Regions from separate parts of the Mus musculus genome. Here region 2 is linked to region 1. The links are chromatin contacts, called in public HiChIP or PLAC-seq maps. All regions are on one chromosome and are shown on one strand. The core of a region is the stretch at or near the end of the contact, and the rest is flanking DNA. Distances in the headings are between cores, read along the strand shown.

Region 1 (5,579 bases), core at 1,800-4,299:
ATGGGCCTGCTGACGTCCTGACTCCAGCCCAGTGAGACCTATTGTGACTTCTGACCTCCACCATTGTGAAATAATGAATGTGCGTTGTTTTAAGCCACTAAATATGTGGTAATTGGTTGCAGCAGAAAGAGGAATACAAACAACATTTTTGTACCAAATATCCTTAACTGTAGCACATTCTGTTATAACCTTTGGCTGAGAAATTGTAAGTCTGGTTTTTTTTCCAGGTGTAGTGAGTGTTTTAAATCTTAGCACTTGGGAGGCAGAAGCAGATCTCTGTGAGTTCAACACCAGCCTGGTCTACATAGTGAGTTCTAGGCTAGATAGGACTCCATCATGAGAACCTGTTTCAAAAGGAAAGAGGAGGAGGAGGAGGAGGAAGAGGAGGAGGAGGAAGAGGAAGAGGAAGAGGAGGAAGTCTCTTTAGAGAGATTGCTTGCCAGGCTATGTGGAATGATATCATGCCTTTGGAGGAGTGACTGGACTTGCTGACATGTCCCTAGCTTCGAGGAATGCAGATAGCAAGCATTTTTCCAGGTGGCACACTGAGTCCTGATTTTAACTGACCATGGAGACCAGGGGAAGCTACAAAATTCAGGGAGCGTGGTTGGATATGCAGTCCCAGGACCCTTAGTCAGTATGGTCCAGGGACTGTGGATCAGGGATTGGATGGCCCTCAGACTGATGTGGGATCTCCTTTGTTCTGCCTGGGATTCAAGATTTAGCTTCCAAGCCTCCTGTGTGAAACACCCTAGCTCTTTTCAGCTCTCAGGAAACTCCCTCTAAGCCTTTCCCCTCCCTTAGCCAGGGCCCCAGCCAGCTGCTTCGCCTCCTGTGCTGCGGTTGTTTTCCCTTGACTAGCTGTCAGGCCGGTCTGCAGAGGGCCAGCCCAGCCTGTTCCAGGCGTACATTTGGGGCTCAGCCGTGGATACATTTGATTGGTTGTGGCTGGATCCAAGGGGTCCTACACAAGGCCTCTTGCTTTCTCCTTTTAGGGAAGTTGGTTCTCTCTTGCTTGTTTCTCCTCCTCTCTCTGGACGCATCACCGGCAAATCTCAATAGGGCCCAGTGCCCGCAACCAGTCTGTGATTCACGCTGAGCCTGCCAGATTGCTCACTCCAAAACCCGTGTCCTTCCTTCCCTGGACACAGCCGAGGATCCTCCACCACCACAACCATCTTAGCTTCAAATGTGAAAATAAAACAGGGGGAAAAATCACCGTAGAACCATTTTTAGTGACTCATCACATGGAACCTTTGTGTAAAACCAAGAGGCTCAGATGGCAGAGAGCTCACCCAGTTAGTGTACCCAAAGCCCTGGGTGCCACCCCAGTACTGCATAAGCCTGAGCATCGTGGTGCAAGCCTGTGGTCCCAGCACTCGGGAGGCCCAGGCAATGGGAAGTGGAAGGGGCAGAATCGGAAGCTGAAGACTGGCTTGACAGAATGGTAAAAGTACTTACTTACTATGAAAGCCTGTGTCCTGAATTCTGTCCCCCAGAACCCATGGTAGGAGAAAACAGACTCCAGAAAGTTCTCCTCTGATCTCCACATGTGTGGGCACATGTGTAATAACATCCATGTCACGTCACTAGGGCTTACTGGTTGCCAATGTAGCCTGAAAACACAACTCTAGGCTCAATGAAAGACTGTCTCAAAGGTTTTTCTTTCTTTGTTCTTTTAAAAGATCCCTTCATTTCTTTTCCTTTAGATATTTAGGTGAACAGTAATAATTTTAAAATAGGCTTTAATTTGTTTTTTTTTTGGAGAAGACTTGAATTTATAGAGAATATATGGGGCTAATACAGGGTCCTCATGTATATCTCATACCCTTCCCCCTACTGTAGACTCACGCTGGTGGGAGACCTTGGTTACAGTGGGTGAGCCAGTACTGATGCACAGCTTTCACTAGAGGACACACCCACACTTTGTTTGGATTCTCTTAGCTCTTCTTACCTAAGAACCATCTTTCTCTGCTCCGGGACCACATTTCCTTAGGTGGGCCCAGATTCCTAATCTCCTTGTGGTAGGGATAGGTTTCAGGCTTTCCTTGGTTCTTATATTTTCTTTCTAAAATTTTTGCCTTTTTTTTTTTTTTTTTTTGGTGTGATGAACATTTTTGGCCTGCTTGTATATCTGTGCGTCTTATTCATATAGTGCTCACAGAGGCAAAAAACAAAACAAAACAAAACAAAACAAAAAAAGTACCTGATCTTCTAGGACTAGGGTTACAGATGGGTGTGAGCCACCATGTGGCTAGGAATCAAACCCAGGTCCTCTGGAAGAGCAACAAGTGCTCCTAACCACTGAGCCATCTGTCCAGCCCCTAGAGCTTATATTTCCAGGAAGTTGGGTGCTTCTGATCATCTCCTCATAGTCAGGCTGCGTTGAGTTGGTGGGTCATGGATGGCCTACGTAGCGTCTGTGAAGTTGGAATCAAATGATGTATGAAGCCTACAGCATGCTTAGAAAAGTCAGTGCTGACACAATGATACACAAGGCTTTCAAGAAAGAGCCTTCTCCGTTTATCCCTGCATGTGTCACTGGCCCATTGTCACTCTCCCTCCTGAGAGCTTCTAGCTTCCTGAGCACTAGACTCCCCCTCCATGGAATGCCTTTCATTCTCTCTACCTGGCTCCCTTCTGAAGTCTTGGGAAAGATGGCAAGGTCTGGTTGACTCTTCACCTCTGCCCTCCTTTTGTCTCCACTTTCCCTGAGGCAACTGGTGCAGTCCCCAGGGCTTGCTTAGGGGTGTGGGACTGATCATTCTGTTATATGCTGGAAAGCTCCCTGGGAGCTTGCTACTCTTCTTCTACCAACACAGCCTGGTACCCAGAAGACACCAGAGGATAAGAAATGGATGGGACATTAGAGAAAGGTGTCATTTTCCAGGGCAGCCTCAAGGAACATGCAGGGTGCCAGCGGGTATGGTAATACATATCAGTGATTCACCTTTGAGTGGATTTTTTAAGGGTATTTTCTCCTTGTCCTAGAGTGTATGGCTGGGGGGTGTGAATATAGTACTGGCCACCAGGGGGCTCCAGGAGGCAGTTTAGCAGCCAGCAGGGGACGAAGGCTGGGGTGGTTTCTGCAGCCACCAGACTCCTGAAAGAAAGTGTGTCAAAAGAGAAGTCTGTTTTGCCACCGATGTGCCAGGCTCTGTAGCAAGGACAGGATGTACCAGCCTGTTCTGCAAACATGTGTAGGCCCCAAATGTCCTTTACCCCAGAGGTCTACAAAGAGGACAAAAGCTACCGAGAGCCATGAAATGACGCTGGTAGAGATAAATGAACTTATATTATGTGTGCGACCAGACCTTGATGAGGGCTTCCTGATTTCCTTCCATTTCAGTGTTTAAAGGGCTCATCTTGGTTTAGAAATTCCTAAGATCGAGATCACCACTGAGAAGTTGGAACATCGGCTGTCCTGAGTTCTGGGAAGACAGGGAGAGGAGTAGCTGTGTTAATCTGTGTGGTGGAGGTGAGATTAGACGTGGATCTGTGGAGTTTTATTCTTCCTCTTTCGTTGTTGATATTGCTATGGTCATAACGACCGTGGCCTTGGTGGATTTGGTTTCTGCTCCATGTTTGTTCTCCTTTGGATAGAAGGAGAATTGAACGAGCAAAATCCTTGGCTGTTCAGAGGGGAAACCAAGCCAGGACCGTTAAGTGACATCTCCAGACCACAGTCAGATCCTGCCTGCCTTCCAGACCTGAATTCTTTGCACATCCCTGAAGGATCTAGTCAAGTTGCCTGTTGGAAGGCCTTCCCATGCCCCAGGGAAGCAGAGGGCTATCACAGCAGGAGGTTGTGACAGGTGAACCCTTCATTAATAACAATAATAAAAAGAACAATTCTATCTTCCCTTTCTGGGGCCATGAGCTTCCTAGCATGCGCAATAGACAAAAAGGACAAGGGATGTCTGTCTGCTAAAATTGAACACTGTGTCCAAAGCTTCTGTAGCTTACGGAAAGTGCAAGCTATGGTAGACTCGACCTTGTGTACGGTTAAGAGGAGGATTCTTCCTATAGGGATGGGCCTGCCTCCACCACTCCAGCATGAGGCTTGAGTTAGTGAATGCTCGCCCCATGCTTGGCTTCGATGTGGGGGTCTGAGCCCAGGTCCTCAGGAGTGTGTGCAGCCACCATGTACCCCACCCCTCAGCATCTTCCTCTTCAGGGTTTGACTTGGCGGCATGTGATTTCACCTGCACAGGATCCTGCAATCTCGCCCATCCGAAGCCTTTGGGACGGGTGTGGTTACGTGAACTGCCACCTAGGCTCTAGGACATTGGCTGCCGGTTCCACTGTTTTTTCAGGATGAGATTCTCAATGGAAAAGTCCAGCAACAAACTGGAAGGTTGTTTGCCCCAGATGAAAGTCATTAATCCCCCACCCAGGGGTCTCTCACAAACAGAAAGTTTATCATTGTAGCACACAGCAAGTCTGCAGAGGAGGAAGACCTAAAGAGAGTATTCAGAGCCTCCTGGGCCTTTTGCCCCACACAACAGTCTAAAGCTTCAGAAAGGCCCCGAATCAGGCGCATGCTCTACCCCTGGCCAGCCCCAGGATCTGAGAGCTGAGTGGTGACTGTGCCTGGCACGCCCACTTAGCCAAACCTCAGCTCCGTGCCAGCGTGGAGCTATTAATTATTTTTCTTTGTCAAACCTTTGTCAGCAACTTCATCCCAAAAGGAATGGTTTATTTTCCCTTTGGCGGTGTTTGTGACTGTAGTAAATAAGAGATAATTACATTCCGGTTCTTAAATTAAAACAAAAATAGCTAGAGGTGCCAGGCAGGAGTTATTTACATTTTCCGATAGCCCACCTCCCTGGTCCAAGACTCGGCACAATTAGTTTGTTGCTTTTCCTGCAAATCTGGAGCCGCTCAAGTGGTTTAATGTGAAATTTTTATTTGTAGTGCCCCCAAAATCATCCTCTTTGCTCCAAGTTAATATTAAATAATACTTCCAATTTTTTTTTTCCTTTTAGCATTGCTGGAGACACTTAAGACCATGAGAGTACAATTGAAATAAGAACATTAAAGTTTTTTTTTAACAAAAGCGTCGTAGCTCAGTGGTAGAGAGCTGTCTGCCAAGGCATGATGGCCTAGATTCAGTCCCTAGTGCTACCTAACACAATACGAAACAAAAATAAACACGAGGAAGAAAAGGAAGCGGGCACTAAGGAGGTATAAGGTGAAGTAAGAGAATGCATCAGAAAGCGTTTGGAGAGTCTTATTTTCTTTGTTTGTACCCTGTTGCTTATCTGGGTATCAGCCTCTGATTTGGCAGAGGGAGAAAGGCATTCTTGTGGCTGCAGAGAATTCCTTTCTTGATTCCTTGAGTTGGTGTTTGGAAAGTGAAAATACAGTCCAACGAATCCTTACAAACATTTGGTCTTATTTTCCTAAGAGGTAAACAAAATTATAAAAGGTGATATTTGAAATGGAATCTAGAGAGCTAGCAATGTGGCTCAGCAGTAGTACACTTGCCTAGCATGCACGAGGCCCTGGGTTTGATTCCCCAGCACCACTCAAAATCTGGGGAGAGAGGGGATTGGGTCCTTTGTCACTTTGTCATG
Region 2 (5,579 bases), core at 2,238-4,737, 230 kb after region 1:
TGTTTGACATGCACCTAATGTTTGCTCTGTCTCATGATGGGAACATGATTGGTTATGCTTGCTGACTTTACAAATGGATGCACCATATTCCCGTTTTATATCCCGTATTTCAGTTTCTTTTCCTCTGTTAGAATGCTATTGCAATGGGATACTTTTGCCAGCTGTTTGTTTAACCTTGCCTTCCATTTCCATAAAAGGAAGGCAGAGTCACCCCTAACCTCGCGCCTTACTTAGGCGAGTGTCTACCAGTCTTCTGTCTTGTGATTTTTGTAGTCTTAGATTTTAGGTTTTCTGATGTGTCTGAATCCATTCTGGTCAGTTGCGCATACTCATAGCTGGCTAGCCGCGGTGGCTTTCGTTGCTTCCTGCTTCCTGAGGACACTTTCCTCGTACCCTGTGCCCCCTTCATGCTCAGCCTCTTGTGAACTCTCAGGTTTATAACAAGTGTCTCTGCAGTTACGTTCCTTCTATGGGAAGAATTTTGAAGTCACACTTTATTTTAGCCAGGGTCTCTGATACCACGCTCCTGTTTGGAATTGGACCTCACTACGTACGTCTGCTACTCGGTTCATCTTAACGTTGTGTGTGTGTTCCCATGCCTGGCTCTTTTGGGTCTTCTTTGCCATTTCCTCACGTCTTCTGTTTACCCTGTGTTTTACTAAAGAAAAACTCTAGTTAGTCGGGTGCAGTGGCATTGCCTGCAGTTCCAGTAATTTAGGAAACTGAGTCAGGAGGATAACCAGGAGACCTGCCTGGGGCTATATAATAAACCCCTCCCACCACCCTTCCAGCTTCCGAGTCTACCAAACATCCCCCAAACTGAAGAGTAGCCTCTTTTTTTTTTTCCTTCTTCCACTGTGGTTCATGGTTTGACTCCAAAGACCAAAGCTCCCTCCTCATGTTTGCCTGGTAGATGTCTCACCTCTTGTCTACCGAACCGAGCCCAAGTGGACGTGCCTCGCTCCATGGTGACTCTGGGTCCTGCGTGCTGCCGACTTTATTTGAAGATACTTCTGGGGCCATTGCATTTGTTCAGTAAATACTGGATTAAGTCCGTAAGTCCTCTGTTCAAAGGATTCAAAATAGAATATATTTAATGTTTCAGTCATTTTAAAGAATGTCTCACTAATTTATTATCTTTATAAGTAAAACATGTTGACTTTGTAGTTCCTGGCAGGTCTCGGAGGAGCAGGGCTAGCGCTTTACTGCATTGTGGGACTGTGCTAGCACGTCCTATACGTCACAACCCAGTGTGTGCTTTTCGTTTAACAAGCCTCTTACTTAACTTACTTTTAGTTATTCCTGCCTCTGCTTCTTGGAAAATGTTTTAGGCCCATGTTGGTACATCACTTAGGTAGAAAAAGGTGTGTGTGTGTGTGTGTGTGTAGGCTTGTTTTTAAAAGAACTAGCTATAATCTCCTCAGAAGTTCAGTTGGTGCTTGGGCTTTCAGCTTTAGCGGATTCTTTCTTGTTGGCAAAACAAAGCCACGGGCAGTGCAGCTCAGCCTAGAAACAGCGGGAGAGGGTAATCCAAAATTAAGGTCTTCTGACTCCACTGAGCTGACCTCCCAGGCCTGGGAAGTCATATCCATTTAATGTCCCCTACTTCACAAACTTCCTTTAATGGCTCTTCTGTGCTGTGGGTACAGTTTACCTGGCTTGTCTCCACCCTTTTACTCCACGGGTACCCAGAAGTAGGTGCAGACCCTCTTAATTCACAAGGCGAGTCTCTGCCTGGAGGGAATTTTCCTTGCCACCCTGTGGCTTCCCAGCACAGTGGAAGCTACAGGAGGCATTGCTGAAAGCTCTCAAGAGAGAACTCTGGATAGGAGCCACTGATGTCACGATATCAGTAAGTCTGATGGAGGAGCCCTGCTGCCCAGCGCCTGCCAGCCCCCTGCACTTTGGCCTCACCTGGTCACCTCCCTATTCTCCACTCTCTCCCATCCAGCCTGTGCCCTTGTTTTCTTCCCTCCCTGCCCCTCTTTCCCTCTGCACCCCAGCTTGTGCTGATATCTGTAAGCGCCTATGAAAACCACTCTCGAAACTTGCCCTGTGTGTGCTTCTTGTTCTGTGTTTGTGTTGGGGAGGAGACCAAAAACAAATCCAGTGGATTTGTTTTGTCTGTGCTGATAAACTGATGGAGATTGTTAGGGGAGCTTCCAGAAGTGCCAGGGTTTCAGTACTAACATTTTTATAATCTATTCATGCATCTATGATGTATTTTGATCATCTGGACTTGCTATGAAACCCTCAACACCCTTCTTATTCACTGAACTTCCCAGAAAGCCCCTCCCTGCTCTGGTGTCTTTTGTGACCCCCTGAGCTTGATTAGGGTTACTTGTGAGAGTAGAGGGGCTGTTGCTTCGCAGATTGTTGCTTGTAAGCCCTGGACTGTATGTTTGCTTGTGTGTGTTTAAGCACGTGTATACATATGTGCCTGTGTGTGTGCAGAAGGGAAAGAAGTCTGGTCAATTAAGAGTAGGAATAAAATTGTAGCCTTCCTGCATACACAGTGGAGTGTTTGTTACCCATTGCTCCTTGGTCAGCTGGCCTCCGGGTCTCTTTCTCAACCAGTTCCCACCAGCCATGTGCTTCTGCATCGTGGGTATATGGAGCCTCAACCTCACATGGGCCTAAATTAAAATATTGCTCTGCTAAATCTATTTTTACATCTAGGGGAATGATGTCTGAAAATAACCCTATCCCACCTGTTATCCACTTTGGGGAAGTTGGGCTGTTGTCAAGTCACAGCCTGTGGATTAAGCTCTGATCACGGGTGCCACGTGATGTTCTTCACTTTCTCTGCCTCTGCCTAAGGAATGGTAATCTGGTGTCCTGTTTATTTTGCCCTAAATAGTCATTTGTACTGTAAGAATGGAGTGTGACTTCAGGTTGGTTTTGAAGTTCCCCAGTCTTTGGGTCAGAAGCATATTAAAGGCAGTGTCTTATCCGTGAATCATGGGATGAGTCAGTTCCTGAAACCACTACAAGCCTCATAGTTCTTGGCTACCAGTAAAAGCAGGAAATCCAGGCTTCAACGACTTCCTTTCCCAGTCCCGGGCTGTAGCGGTGGGGAGGTTCCGCTGCCTGCATGGGTGTCTGAGAAACAAAAGCTCTCGAGTCAATTTGCTGAAACTGTTTATAATTTGTGGTCTCGCTCTGAATCTCAGGCTGTATTGACACTCCCTGATTTGCTGTAGAGCCCTGCACAGCCCAGCCCGAAAGGCACAGACTAAATCCCTAGAATTGCTGCTGCCACTCAGGCCACATGGTGCCAGGGTCCTCACACCTGGGAGCTCAGGAGCAGAGTTCTTTTGTTTATTCCCCTTGTGGGGGAGAGACTGGCTGGCCACAGAGAAACACAGAGAGGGAGAGGAGCAGACAGAAACATCCTCCCAACACACACACACACACACACACACACACAGGAGGTGGGGGAAGCCCAACAGCCTCTCTGCCTAAGCTCTGGCCTGTATCCTGATTTTTTTTTTTCCCCTGCAGTCGACTTCCTGATGCAGAGTCTTTGTGGCTGTTCCTTTTGCAGTGTTCCAGCCAGTCTTCCATTTGTTTCTCGCTTGCTGAATCAAACTGTTTTGTGAACTGTCCTGAAGGAGGGAGGGAGAAACACTGAAGCAGTCGTTTGCGGCTTGCATTTTCCCTCTCAGTAGCCTTCCCTTTGCACAGAGCCAGCGTCCCTGCCAGGAGGAACTCACTCTGTGTGTCAGTGTGCCTTGATGGGATGCTCCCAAACTTTGGAAAGTGTTTGAATGATGAGCTTCCCTCTTTTGGTTCCTTTCATGGTTCCCCTCTGATAACTGGTGTTGGTCGCAGATCTTTGCTGTCTGTCTGTCTGTCTATCTATCTATCTATCTATCTAAAAAATTACCTGAAATCTGTTCTGGGAAATTCTGATTGGATTCTAAAAATAGAGTGGGTCAGCAGGCCAGTGAGAAGCCACTGAGAAATAAATAAATAAATAAATAAATACCAACTGTAAAACTGTCTTTAGGTGGGGGACTGTTTCGAGCTCCTCTCCAACAGCCATTCTGAAAGAGCAGTTGCTCTGTCAGTCCCTAGAAAGAGTAAAATCGGAGCAAATGAGAAAGTTTGCCTAGGTCTTTTTTATTTTATTTTACTTTTGGTGCTGGGGACTGGAACCCAGCACGCAGCTGGGCGGAGGGCCATTTTATGCTTGTGTTTGGGGGTGCATAGGTAAAATTCTGTCCAGCTTGAAGGACTCTGAAAGAGACGGGTTTATTTGATCTTAGGTGTTTCCGATGTCAGCCTGGTACATAACCCCACCCCCTTTCCCTTCATGTTAGGTGAGCTGTGTGGAAACCGTTCTGAAATCTATTTCCCTTCCTCAAGTGGGGTGGATTTGATCTAACCGAAGAGAGGCTTTCACCTCAGGCTGCTTGGGCAGTGAACTGAGATGCAATTGGTTACAATTTGTTGTTACTACTATTTTCTTGCATTAAGCAGAAAACACCCTTCTTTTTTATGTAAATTCCAGGCTGGGGTTAGAGACTGAAATCTTTGTATTGCTTACCATCTGTGGATCTAGTTTTTCATTGGGTCTGAGATTGATTCATTAATTAAAATCAATTTAAATGGATTTGTAAGCCTCCTGTAACAGATTATCTTATTAGCTACCTCACAGAGCAGCTCCTGATCTGTGAGGAATGTGTTTGTTTCTTTAGGTGCAGAAGACACAGAAGACGGACTCTGAAAAGTTCAGTGGTGTTTGTCAGGACAGGGCCCTGGCCTATAACCTTGTGCAGGAAATTATTCCTGCTACTGCCCCAGAGTGCTCCAACTTTGTGGATTTTGTATGTTTTACATATGTTGTGGTTCTTTGGTTTGTATCTTAGATATTTTCTGGTGAGTTTTGTGTGTGTTGTATGTTACATTTTGTGTGTCTTGTGCTGTTTGTGAGCCGTGCACGTCATGTGTGATGTTATGTGTTGTCCCTTTCCAAAGGCTTTTAGGACCTTTGGATGTATTGGCTAGGATCTGCTGAGAACCTTCCTCTAAGGAGACAAAGAGGAACCAGAAATAGATTTCCATTTGATAACAAATGTTTCCCTTTGAGGGTCTGATGGCAGAGTCCTGCTCCTTGGACAGACGATAAAATTACAGGATTGAACCCTTGCAAAACTCGGGCTGACAGCAGGGTCAGCTGATGTCATTGATGTTGATGTTTTTGCCATCACACCGGACAGTCAGATGCTTTCAATAGGAAGACCAACTTGCCCACAGGTCATCTGATGTTAGGATCAGAGAGGCCACCTGCCCCAGGCTTGGTCACCTCTGCTTCCCAAACTCTTGGGGCTTGAGGCGGCATTCCCAGCTTTGATGCTCCTATGTGCAGTAGAGCTCAGGCGCTCGCTGTTTAGGCAGATGCTACCTGGGGAGTAGGTGTTTGGCCCTTGTGTTCAGAGAACCGTGAGTGAAGCTGTGTGGCTGAGGGGCAGACGAAGTGCGTGTGCAGAAGCCGGGAAAGACCTCCGGAAGACTGGCATTTCCTGTGTCCTGCTGCCCATCTTTCAGGAGAGATTCAGGGTCTCTCTGGTAAA

Evidence for each region. HiChIP or PLAC-seq counts read pairs in DNA pulled down with a chosen protein or histone mark.
Region 2: a contact with region 1 is called in a CTCF HiChIP or PLAC-seq map of the NIH/3T3 cell line, with 11 read pairs. The contact joins two enhancer-like sites. A contact is called at or near these places in 7 of 39 promoter capture datasets (the 3T3-L1 cell line, 3T3-L1-derived adipocytes, frontonasal cranial neural crest and 2 more), 3 of 15 datasets of contacts at CTCF or cohesin (the NIH/3T3 cell line and stem cell-derived epiblast-like cells), 41 of 484 Hi-C or Micro-C datasets (the AML12 cell line, the C2C12 cell line, the CH12 cell line and 27 more), 33 of 115 datasets of contacts at active chromatin or transcription factors (the NIH/3T3 cell line, craniofacial prominence, differentiating embryonic stem cells and 22 more) and 1 of 9 other capture datasets (adipose tissue).

What each region holds. Positions count from the first base shown.
Region 1 is chr7:112,466,937-112,472,515 of GRCm38.p6, forward strand. The region is part of intron 1 of Parva (parvin, alpha); the gene reads left to right. Among named protein-coding and RNA genes, the nearest start is that of Gm45998, 18 kb to the left of the region's middle. Within about 2 kb of position 3,050, at least 71 of the 459 cell types and tissues checked have an H3K27ac peak or open chromatin away from gene starts, as enhancers often do. A contact at or near this core is called in the C2C12 cell line, the NIH/3T3 cell line, adipose tissue and 5 more, where this site is marked.
Region 2 is chr7:112,694,249-112,699,827 of GRCm38.p6, forward strand. The region is part of intron 1 of Tead1 (TEA domain family member 1); the gene reads left to right. Among named protein-coding and RNA genes, the nearest start is that of Tead1, 18 kb to the left of the region's middle. Within about 2 kb of position 3,488, at least 169 of the 459 cell types and tissues checked have an H3K27ac peak or open chromatin away from gene starts, as enhancers often do. A contact at or near this core is called in the C2C12 cell line, the NIH/3T3 cell line, adipose tissue and 5 more, where this site is marked.